2 separate regions of the Mus musculus genome follow, and region 2 is linked to region 1. A link is a contact called in public Hi-C data. All regions are on one chromosome and are shown on one strand. The core of a region is the stretch at or near the end of the contact, and the rest is flanking DNA. Distances in the headings are between cores, read along the strand shown. Region 1 has its middle 110 kb from the start of Gm35627. Region 2 has its middle 10 kb from the start of Gm35627.

Region 1 (5,602 bases), core at 782-3,281:
TGTTAGCCTGAAAACTAGACAGATAGACAGACAGACAGACAGACAGACAGGCAGACAGACAGACAGACAGACACACACACACACACACACACACACACACACACACACACACACACACACACACATTCCCCCATAGCATTGACTAGGTATGCTATCCATGTCTGAGATGCTATCTGAATCCTGCCACCCCTGCCAAGGCTTGATAATTATTTGCTAGAAGAGAGTCACTTGTCACCTTTGGAAACATCATCTCTTACAAGATTGTTGAATTGATGGCAAGGATGGTGTAGTCCAATGAAGGAAAGTGTTGGAGTAGAATTTATCTATTATTCCTCTAATTGCTTAAAATCCAGTGATTTGGTTCACATACTTTGACACATCTTGCACATTTAGGAAAAAAATCTCTAGATGGTTCAGTTTCCTATGTTGTGTCTAATCATTGTTCAATCTCGGGGATTTATATTTGGTGAAGACATTTCTCAGACTCAGCACAGAACATTTTAGATACACACTTCCCTCAATGAGTCAGCAGCATGTGGTGTGAAATCCATCTTTAGAGGACAATTAACTGGGATTCTGTTTACAGCTGTCAGATTCCATAATGAAAAGAAACTTTTACTATGATAAGTAAGGCAGAGAAAGTATATTTTATGAATTTAGGAAGGGGAGAAACTAAAATCATCTCCTATGTTCATAGAACCACCCAGTTTGAATGGAATTAGGGAGATGGGAATCTTGTTGAGGCACAATACCCCAATTGCCCCTTCCTTTTCTCTCTCATCAGTTATAGCTACTAGGTCTTCTCTTATGAATATCCTCTTTCCTCCTGAATAAAAACTCAACTATCCTATTTAATCGTGAAAATCTTTTCTACAAATTATCAAAAAGCTTTTAAAAAGAGCCACAGCATTCAGTGGAAGGGACTGTAGACGTCCCTTGGCCAAGTTCTAGTTTTATAGGAAATTGTGATGCTGTGGGGCAGACACTGCTTTATCTTATTCTGTGTGTGTACCTTTGTTTTATATAAGTTAAAAATATATTATTGAGATTATAATATAATCACATCATTTCTCCATTCCCTTTGGCTTCCCTCCAACCACTCCTCCACATACACTTCTATGTTCTCCTTGAAATTCATGGCATCTTTCTAAAAATTAAACTATCTATCTATCTATCTATCTATCTATCTATCTATCTATCTATCTATCTATCTATCTATGCATTTATGCATATTCCTAAATACATAAAGCAACCTACTCAGTCTGTATAACATTACTTGTGATTTTTTTCCAATGATTTATTTTTTATTCACTTTACATCCCTAACACAGCTCCCCTCCCTCCTCTCTTCCCAGTCTCACACTTGCAAATCCTTCTTCCCATTGCCCCCTTCCCTTTCTCCACAGAGAAGGGCACCCTCACTTTCAATACTACCCCACCCTGGGACATCTAGTTCCAACATGACTAGGCATATCCTCTCTCATTGAGGCCCAACCAGGCAGTCCAGGTAGGGAGAATGAGATTCAATGGCAGGGAACAGAAACAGAGACAGCCCCCCCCCCCCCCCCGCCACTTGATAGGGGACCCACATGAAGATCAAGTTGCACATTTGCTGCAGATGCCTAGAGGGTGTAGGTACAACTCCTGCATGTTTTGTTGGTGGCCCAGGCTCTGTGATTTTTAGTCCCAGAGTATGAACAATATGGCCTACAGAGGGAGACAAAGACTGCACAAGTGACTCAGGTCAGTAGAAAGATTCTCAAAATTGGGTTACTTCTTTTTGATAGTCACTTTTCATGGTCTATGTAACTGATCAAATAAGCCTAGTCATTTCTGATCACATCACTGTGCGGGCACATCACAATTCATGATCTAATAAAAGACAGAAGCCAAACTGTGTCTTAGAACCCCTTGCTTTCCTTTTGCATGCAGACACAAGTGAAAGCAAGCAAGCCTCAGAGCTGTTCTTGGGTCCCCAACTGTTTCTTTGGCATAAAAGCAAATCCCTATGGAATATAAACTTGTGATTCATTTCTAAGCCTTAGTCCTGCTGCACCCTGTTCTAAGAATGCTATTGTCCCTGGCCAGTGACTGTTTGTATATTTCAGGATTTTGTCTACTAATGCTTTCTTCGAAACACTTAATGTATCCTATAGACCTGGAGAACAAAAGGAAACTGTAAAACCTTCTGAATTACTTAGAAATTTCACAACAGTTCTAGAGATTGATTGATAGAGAAAAGTGAGACCCTTTATGGTTGTTAGCCCTGAGTTCTTTGCTCTGTTTAAGCACAGTAGTGAGACTTCTCCTTAGGACACTGGGAACTTACTAGATGCTCTTTCTGTCCTGGGATAAATAGGATAAAATTTTTTGGGGGGGGAGTGGCAGGGGTAGGGGGAAATGCTATGTTCACTCGTTAGGACAAAATATAACATATGTTCTCTCATTAGGATGAAATATAACATAGAAGATGATGTTTTCTGTAATTAATTAATGTTTTCTGTAAATTAATGAGATGTAAATTAATGAGATGAGCTCCTGAGAGGAGGAGTCATGTTATTTAGGAAGAAAATACTAATGCATCTCTGTGTATGTAACCACAGATCAAGGCATAGGAACAGGGAGCTAGAAGTCCTGTTGCTAAGGGTTTGGGGATTTGACCATTTTAAAGTCCCTGAATTCTTGAAGTTGCTATTTGTTTGGGTAAATGGTCTACAGGCCTAAAGAAGATGCTCACATAATCAGAAGGCAGCTGTTCAGGCCAGGAGTACCTCATTTTGTTAGAACTACATATGTGTGGTGTGCTAGTAAATGTTCAACCACTGGTTCTCCAATAAAACATAAGGGCCTGGTGTTTAGTGTTTGCTAAGCTTTACAGCGTCTATTCCTTTACTTCTCTCATGAGTAATTTCAAAGTGCCAGTGAGGCTGGACCAATCCAGGTCTGGAATACTGGAATACATGCACACAATCTCCTCTTAGAAGCTGGGGCAAGGAGACTTCAGCATACCACCAATTTGTTTCCTTGCTCCGTTGCTCTAGGCCAGGCCCTGGCAAAGACAGTAGAAACCTATACATCTATTCTAGTTTCTAAAGAGTTTTGCCTCATTATTACTTCTGTGAATGGTGTTGGGAGAACCCCGAAACTTTCTCTTTCTTTCTGTGTGACCTTTGCTAGAGTCAGCAATGTATATAATTAGGAGCTCTTATTGTCTTCATTTTTTTAAAATCATTTTATTTGTTTACATTTCAAATGATATCCCCATTTCTGGTTACCCCTCTACAAACCCCCATACCATTCCCCCTCTCTTCCCTCCCCCTTTCCTCCATAGAGTGCTCATCTATTCACTCACCCACTCCCACCTCACTGCTCTAGCATCCCCCAATGTTGGGGCATCAAACCTCCACAGGATCAAGGGCCTTCCCTACCCCCAGATATGTCAGATAATGTCATCCTCTGCTACACATATATCTGGAGCCATGGATCCCTCTATGTATAATCTTTGGTTAGTGGTTTAGTCTATAGGAGCTCTGGGTGGTCTGCTGAGTTGATATTATTCTTCCTATGGGGTTGCAATCCCCTTCAGCTCCTTCAGTTCTTCCCCTAGCTCTTCCATTGGGGTCCCCAGGCTCAGTCCAATGGTTGCATGTGAATATCTGCATCTCTATTGGTCAGGTGCTGATAGAACCCCTCAGGGGACAGCTTTACCAGGTTCCTGTCAGCAAGAGCTTCTTGGAATCAGTAAAAGTGTCAGGGTTTGATGTCTACAGATGGAATGGATCTCTATCTAGGTGGGGCAGTCTCTGAATGGCCTTTCTTTAAGTCTTTGTTCTAGTTTTTGTCCCTGTCTTTCCTTTGGACAGGAACATTTCTGGGTTAACAATTTTGAGATGGGTGGGTGGCACTATCCCTCAACTGGGAGCCATGTCTATCTACTGGAGGCGATCTCTACAGTGTCTATCTCCCCTTTGTTGCATATTTCAGCTAAAGTCATCTCCCTTAACTTCTTGAACTAATCCAGAACATATTACTTGTATCAGAACTGTAGAGATATAGCTAGAGGATATTGAAATGAGAAAAAAATGGTAGTTGAGTATTTGATCAAATTAATAAGGCACCAGTATAAGTGGTTTAGTGGAAACTGAACTTTTGTAAGAGATACAGTTGAAAACCCTCCTCTATTAAATGAAATTTGAGCTTCTTTCCACTATAGGCTGAAAGAATAATAGTTTTCTGAAAGTAATGATGAACACTATTAAAAAAAATAGAACATTCTGTAGAACAGGAAGACAAAACCCAAAAGGAGCACTGGTTGTATGGAACTGAAAGTAATAGTGATTTAGTTTTAGTGTGAATAATTCAAACACTAGAAAGGTTTGTCTAAGAAATAGGCTAGAGGGTTAGAGAGATGACTCAGCAGTTAAGAGTGTATAATGTCTTTGTAGAGGACATAAATTTAGTTCCCAGAACCACATCAGAAGTCTTACAACTGCCTGTAACTCCAGATTGAAGAAACTGATATCTCAGGCTTCCTAGGGACAAACTCACCTTGCATAGAGGAATATCTATCTATCTCTATCTCTATCTCTATCTCTATCTCTATCTCTATCTCTATCTCTATCTCTATCTCTATCTCTATCTCTATCTCTATCTCTATCTCTATCTCTATCTGTTTTCTATAGTGCCAGCTGTTGTCACTGTATTACAAGTATATCCTGGGAACTTTTTCTTCTTCTATGTCAATTCTATGATATGAATGACCATACCTATGGTGGTTTGAATGAGAACTGGCCTCCTAGGCTCATATATTTGAATGCTTGGTCCCTGATTGGTAGAATTATTTTGGGAAGGATTAGGAGGTGTTGTCGAATTGGAGGAGGTATGTCACTTGAAGTGGGCTTTGGGTTTTCAAAGGCCCATGCTATTGATCAGTCTCTCGGCACCCTCTTTCCACCTCCAGTTTGTGGAAGTTTGTGGAAGTTTGTGGTGGAAAGCAAGTGCTCAGCTATGTCTCTAGTGTTATGCCTGCATCCTTGCTGCCATGCTCTGCACTGTGAACTCACCCTCTGAAACATAAGCAAGCCCCAATTAAATGCTTTCTTTTATAAATCGCCTTGGTCATAGTGCTCTTTCACAGCAAGAGAATAGTATCTGAGACAATACGTGATCAACACACAGAGCAGGATGAGCGTTTTGGAAAACATGTGCATTCTCAATTAATAACGAATGAGATTTTGAGCCACAAACTCTGTAGTTTATTTACCCTTCAAGTAGCACAGCTTCATAGTGTGTTCTCATATTGACTTCTGGGAACCTCAGGGAGGATCTTAAAGTTTTATTTAGGGATCTCTGAGATCCAAACTCATTTTAAAGTAACACTAAGAAATTATTTGCCTATTTCATTTTGCTCTTTCACAAGGGTACCGTGAAGATTCTGATATATGGCTGGTATAGTGCTGCTTCTCTGAGTTCTTGTGTTTAAAAAAAAATCTGTGTCTTAGTATAATCAGAAAGAAATAAAGCCATGAATCAAGCAAAGAGTGATGTCAGCATTCCAGCTATTTGACTTGATGCATTTGCTATTGAAACCCAACAAAATGTAT
Region 2 (5,602 bases), core at 795-3,294, 100 kb before region 1:
AACAAACCCTCAGTAAATATATTCATGAATTGCATATTACCATGCTAACCCTTTTATTTATTTTGCCATACTGGAATTGAACCCAGGGTTTTGTGCATGCTAGATAAGTGCTCCATACTATCCTCCTAGGCTGGTGTTGAATTCACTCTGAAGCTTTTCTGGACAAGCGTGTGGTCCTGATCTCTCAGACTCCTGAGTGCCCGAGATCACACTCTCAGGCCACCAAGCTCTGAGAACTATCCCTTTAATCGTTTTTTTTTTCTAAGTTATTTTATATGCAATGAAAATAAGGCTTAGAGGAGTTGGGTGACTCTCCCCAGTCACATATATTAGAATTCGTACCACAGTTTACATTTTAAATGATGTCTTTAAATATTACTTTTTTGGCCACTTTTCATCGTGTTTAATGTTTTTCCATTTCTCCGTGTACACTGAAGAGAGTTTGGACTAAGCCAGTAATGACCTGGTGACCTTGAAGATTTCTGAGGTTCCTGTTAGTGTCCTTGCTGCTGTGGGCTTTGGAGGCCTGCAGTAACCATCCCTCCTACTCAGACGTGACTTCTGTACTCTTCCATGGGATTTTCCTTCTCCCGGGCTGCTGGACACTGTGCATTGGGTGTGAGCTGGTGATAGCTTGGTTACTGTACTGAGCCCAAGAAGAGAGTTTCTACAGACAACTGTGTCGAGGGTAAGAAGTGACAAGGGAAAGGAGGAAACAGCTTGAGATTCATTAAAGTTCATTATTGAAATGCTCTCCTTTTCTTCTGGTGGGAAAACACTTTGAGGATCTCCATGGGATGAATGGGCCGTACAAGTACCACAGGTTGTCGGCATGCCAACCTCATTCATCTGCAGGAGCTGGGGGCGGGGTTTGTATAGTTTCTAGGGTCTTTCAAGTTTCCCTTCCCAGAAGTGGTTGACTCTAACAAATCGTTCAGGAGGAACGTCTCTCTAATGTATTTTTGTATGGGAGGACTTCCTGGGGCAGAGGGAGTCATGTGTATCAGCCGGTCTCTGTTCATTGTGCAAAGGCCTGCAGCCATCTGGACCACCCAGGGCCTGTGTTTTTCTAAGAAGGGCAGGATGAAGGACAGGGGATTGACACCTCAGCCCCAGGGCGATGACCAGATGGCAAACTGCTTGTTTTCACTGGATTCAGAGCAACTGAATGGCCCCGGGAAAGCCAGTGTGGTTTTTGTCTTCAGCACCCAACCATCTTCCTCGTCCAAGACAGAGGTCTCTTCTCAGGCAGCAGCAAGGTCACTCAGATGATGACAGTGTGAAGCAGTGTCCACGGTGTCCGTGGCACGGCCAGGGAATTCAGAACGCTAGCCCTGGTGCCTGCATCTCACTGAGGCGAAGCCCTGCTGTGGAGCCAGAGGTGGAGAACGAGTGGTCTGGTCGTGTTGCTGCCGGACCAGCCGCCCAGCTTCTCAGGCTTAATGAAACAGGGTGCAAACAGACCTTGTCAGACGAAATGAATTATGGGAAGGAGAAGCTTAATGGATATCTTCTGCCATGACTCTGTGCCTTTGCTCTCAGGAGATCCTCCAACACTTTTCAGATGTGAAATGCAAAACCTAAAAGATGCCGAATGTGGATATGCCTAAAACGGAAGTAATCCATCTATCTATCTCTTAGTACACCAGAATAAGTGTGCATAACGGTGTACATGTGTGCAGCGATCTGTCCTTGTCCTCTGCTGGCCTCCAGGTCCTCCACTGTCTGGCAGCCCCACTGCTTTTTAGCCACACGCTTCCTGCCAGTATAAATGTATTAAGCAAGGAAACACATAGACAAAGTCTAGCTCATCGGGGCGTCTCAGTAATAAATTCTTAATTTTAAGCATTCTTTCTGAAAGATTTTTCTTTCAGCGTACACACACACACACACACACACACACACACACACACACACACACACACACACACACACACCTGGGTCTGGATGGATGTAATTGTAGGGCAATTTTACTGCCTGCTTATATACACTACTTTCTAGCAGTGAATTTCAAGGCCAGCAGAGGGCACCAAAGCACAACGGAGAGGCAGCAATACAAGCTCTAGTAGTGTTGTTTTGGTTCATGGTCTCTGGACAGGCTCACAGGTTAGCTTGACCAAACTCTGTTTTTCAGTCACTTGTGTCCTCTTCAGATTTTCAAGCTGATGGATTTGTCACTTCTCTCTTTGCTGTGAGAAAATACATTACAAACCATCTTAAAGAATAGTATATTTTGGCCTACAGTTTTAGGGCAAGGTCCGTCACAGTGCAGAAGGCATAGTACAAGGAGCCCGGGTGACTAGTGAGTGACATTGCATCTGAAGTGATGAAATAGAGAGGTGGGTGATGAGGCTCAGCTGGTCACTTCTCTTTTCCATTTTCATTTGGTCTCAGACCTTAGCCCATGATGCCACCCACACTCAGAATGGGTCTTTAGATTTCAGTTAAATCTTTCTGGAAGCATGCTTACAGACATACCTCTGGATTGACAGTCAGGGTTAATCATTGAGCCTTTAGGGAGAATGGCAAAGGCAGAGATTTGGATAACTGTTCCTGATGTCTAAATTGGAAGTGACGATGTTGGTTATCATTCATGGTAGGCTTCTTATGCACTTGATGATGCCCCAAGCTTCCGTGTGATTAAACCTCTCTGATGATCATAGTACCACAGTGCATGGAGATTTGTGAGGTATCTGGAGGGGAGAGTAGCCCTAACTTGACCTGAGACATGGTGATCCATGATGCTGATATAACCAAGGGCAACAGTGAGAACAAAGGGCAAAGATTATCATCAATTTAGGGCATACGCAATTGATAAATAGGAGTTGTCACCACATGTATTCAAAGGAGTTGTTTCATAAATAGGAAGAATTGCGAGGTGACGATGTTAGAGCTGATTTTTGCATGTGAATGTATGTCTTCATATGTGTGAGTACACAGGAGTATGAGGTTACACATGTATACAAATGTATAGCTATGTGCATATGGGGTCCTCGAAGTTGATGTCAGCTGTCTTTCTCCATAGCTATTCATTTTATTTATTGAGGCAGGGTCTCCCATCGAACCAGAACTTAATGGTTCTGACTGGCCTGACTAGCCAGCATACGCTAGGATCCCATTTCTGCTTGCCAACTCCCTGGTTTACAGCAGGTTATGTCTGCCCTGATTTTATGTGGGTTTTAGAAATCAGAACTCTGATTCTCAAGCTTGCATGGCAATTGCTTTATCCATCAGCCATCTCTCCAACCTTGACCTTTGAACTCGAGATCCTCTTGCCTTAGCTTTCTGAGTGTCAGGATTACAGCCTTATGCCACGACACCCAGGTCTATGGAAGTTTCCTAATGGTCTGCTTACAAACCCAATGAACTTGGGCTCCTTGTGTTCCTCCCCAATGCCTCAGTTTCTTCCTCTATAAGTTAGAGCTGGCAATAGCAATCATCTCATGATGTGAAACTTGCATTAGAGCATATAGCTCTCCAGTAGTTTTGCTTTGGAAAGAGCAGTTAGCAACGTCAGGGCATTTATGGCTGTTAGAACTGGCAATAAGTTCTGTTGGCGTGTTGTGGTAGATGTCGGCGGGGGGGGGGGGGGGGGCTACCAAATATATCCCAAGACTCTGCATTAACTAGTGAATGTCCTACCCCTGAAGGCCAAGAGTGTTCAGGTTGAGAAATTTTGCAGTAGTTCAGAGAAAATGTCTAGCATGTAAGAGGCATGGATTGGATTAAATTGGCAGTATTTCCTACCCCTTCAAAGCCTATAAACAAACACTTAGTGATAACCATGGCTGTACCAGATCTCTCTGTTCCTGTCTCATGTATATCACAGCTCTCGTCAGATGAGTACACTCTCAGTCCCCTGACTATGCTGTGACCACTCCTGGATCTGGGTCTCTGTCCTTCCACCAGAATCTCCTCTCTCCCCAGACACAGCAAATCCTTCCTTCCTTCCTTCCTTCCTTCCTTCCTTCCTTCCTTCCTTCCTTCCTTCCTTCCCCCCCCACACTCTCTCTCTCTCTCTCTTTCTTTCTTTCTTTCTTTCTTTCTTTCTTTCTTTCTTTCTTTCTTTCTTTCCTTCTTTCTTTCTTTCTCTCTTTCTTTCTCTCTCTCTCTCACTTGCTTTCTCGCTTTCTCTCTCTCCCTCCCTCCCTCCTTTCTTCCTCCCTCCCTCCTTCCTTCCTTCCTTCCTTCCTTCCTTCCTTCCTTCCTTCCCTCCCCCCTCTCTCTCTCTCTTTCTTTCTTTCTTTCTTTCTTTCTTTCTTTCTTTCTTTCTTTCTTTCTTTCTTTCTCTCTCTCTCTCTCTCTCTCTCTCTCTCTCTCTCCCTCCCTCCCTCCCTCCCTCCCTCCCTCCCTCCCTCCCTCCCTCCCTTCCTTCCTTCCTTCTCTTTCTCTCTCTTTCTTTTTTAATTGGATATTTTCTTTATTTACATTTCAAAATGTTTCCCCATTTCCAAGTCTCCCCTGTGGAACCCCCATCCCTCCCTGCCCTCCCGCCTCTATGAGGGTGCTCCCCCACCCACCTACCTACTCCCCTCTTCCCCAGCCCTGGCATTCCCCTACACTGGGGCATCAGCCCTCAGGCCCAAGGGCTGCTCCTTCTACTGATGTCCAACAAGGCCATCCTCTGTCACATATGTGGCCAGCGCCATGGGTCCCTCCATGTATACTCTTTGGTTGGTGGTTCAGTCCCTGGGTCTGGCTGGTTGACACTGTTGCTCCTCATGGTGCTGCAAACCCCCTCAGTTCCTTCAGTCCCTGACAAATACAGAGGCAGATGCTTGCAGCCAACATTTGGACTGAGTATGGGGCTCCCGATGGAGGAGTTGGAGAAGGGATTGAAGGAGTCACAGCAGTTCTTATCCCTCTTCTCAGACTTGTTGTGTCTGTGCAAGCTTCATAGTGATTGTTCATGCCTCCTTGTGTGTTAGTCAGCTGTCTGTCACTATGATGAAATGTTGGGGGAGGGGATCATCAGCTTATAAGAAAGATGTTGGCTCATGGCTTCAGAGACTACCTGGACATCATTCTGCACCTGCAGCAGCACAGTTCATCCTGGGGAAAACTTGTGATCGGAGGGACCTGTCTACCTCACAACAGCCAGGAAACAGAGACAGGGAAAAGCCAGGCTCCCATGATCTCCCATAAAGGAACTCTCCCAAGGACTTAACTTTCTTCTAGACTCCACTCTGAAAGCTTCCACCTCCTCCACATAGCACCACGGGAGAGTGACTGTAGCAGGGACAGTGGGGCCACCTCTAACCTCTACATAAGCACCAGGGGCCACAGAGCCACAAAAGCATCTCCTGCAGGAAGATCTAATTGAAGACTGCCTGAGAGACCAAGGATTGCTGATAATTCCAGGTAATCAGGGACTGCTGTTTAGAAAAGATGCTTTCTTGGGACCAATGGGGCATGGGTGGAGGGTATTAAAGGAACTTGGAGCAGCATTCAGATGAGCTTGCTGCAATGTTTCTCATCTGCTCCTAGAGTCTGTGTAGTGAACTCTGCACCAGCTCACTTCTGGCCCCCAGGGCACAAGTGACCAAACCTTTAGCATGGGGGGGGGCATTTATAGTCTAAAACACAAGACCCAGGGACCCAT

Evidence for each region. A called contact is a pair of places that touch in the nucleus more often than the background predicts.
Region 2: a Hi-C map of cortical neurons shows a contact between it and region 1, with 2.6 times the contacts expected there. The contact joins two enhancer-like sites. A contact is called at or near these places in 1 of 39 promoter capture datasets (the 3T3-L1 cell line), 1 of 15 datasets of contacts at CTCF or cohesin (the NIH/3T3 cell line) and 17 of 484 Hi-C or Micro-C datasets (3T3-L1-derived adipocytes, the N1E-115 cell line, brown adipocytes and 9 more).

What each region holds. Positions count from the first base shown.
Region 1 is chr15:57,404,795-57,410,396 of GRCm38.p6, reverse strand. It overlaps a transcript of Slc22a22 not described here. Among named protein-coding and RNA genes, the nearest start is that of Gm35627, 110 kb to the left of the region's middle. Within about 2 kb of position 2,031, at least 4 of the 459 cell types and tissues checked have an H3K27ac peak or open chromatin away from gene starts, as enhancers often do.
Region 2 is chr15:57,505,128-57,510,729 of GRCm38.p6, reverse strand. No RefSeq gene overlaps it. Among named protein-coding and RNA genes, the nearest start is that of Gm35627, 10 kb to the left of the region's middle. Within about 2 kb of position 2,044, at least 17 of the 459 cell types and tissues checked have an H3K27ac peak or open chromatin away from gene starts, as enhancers often do.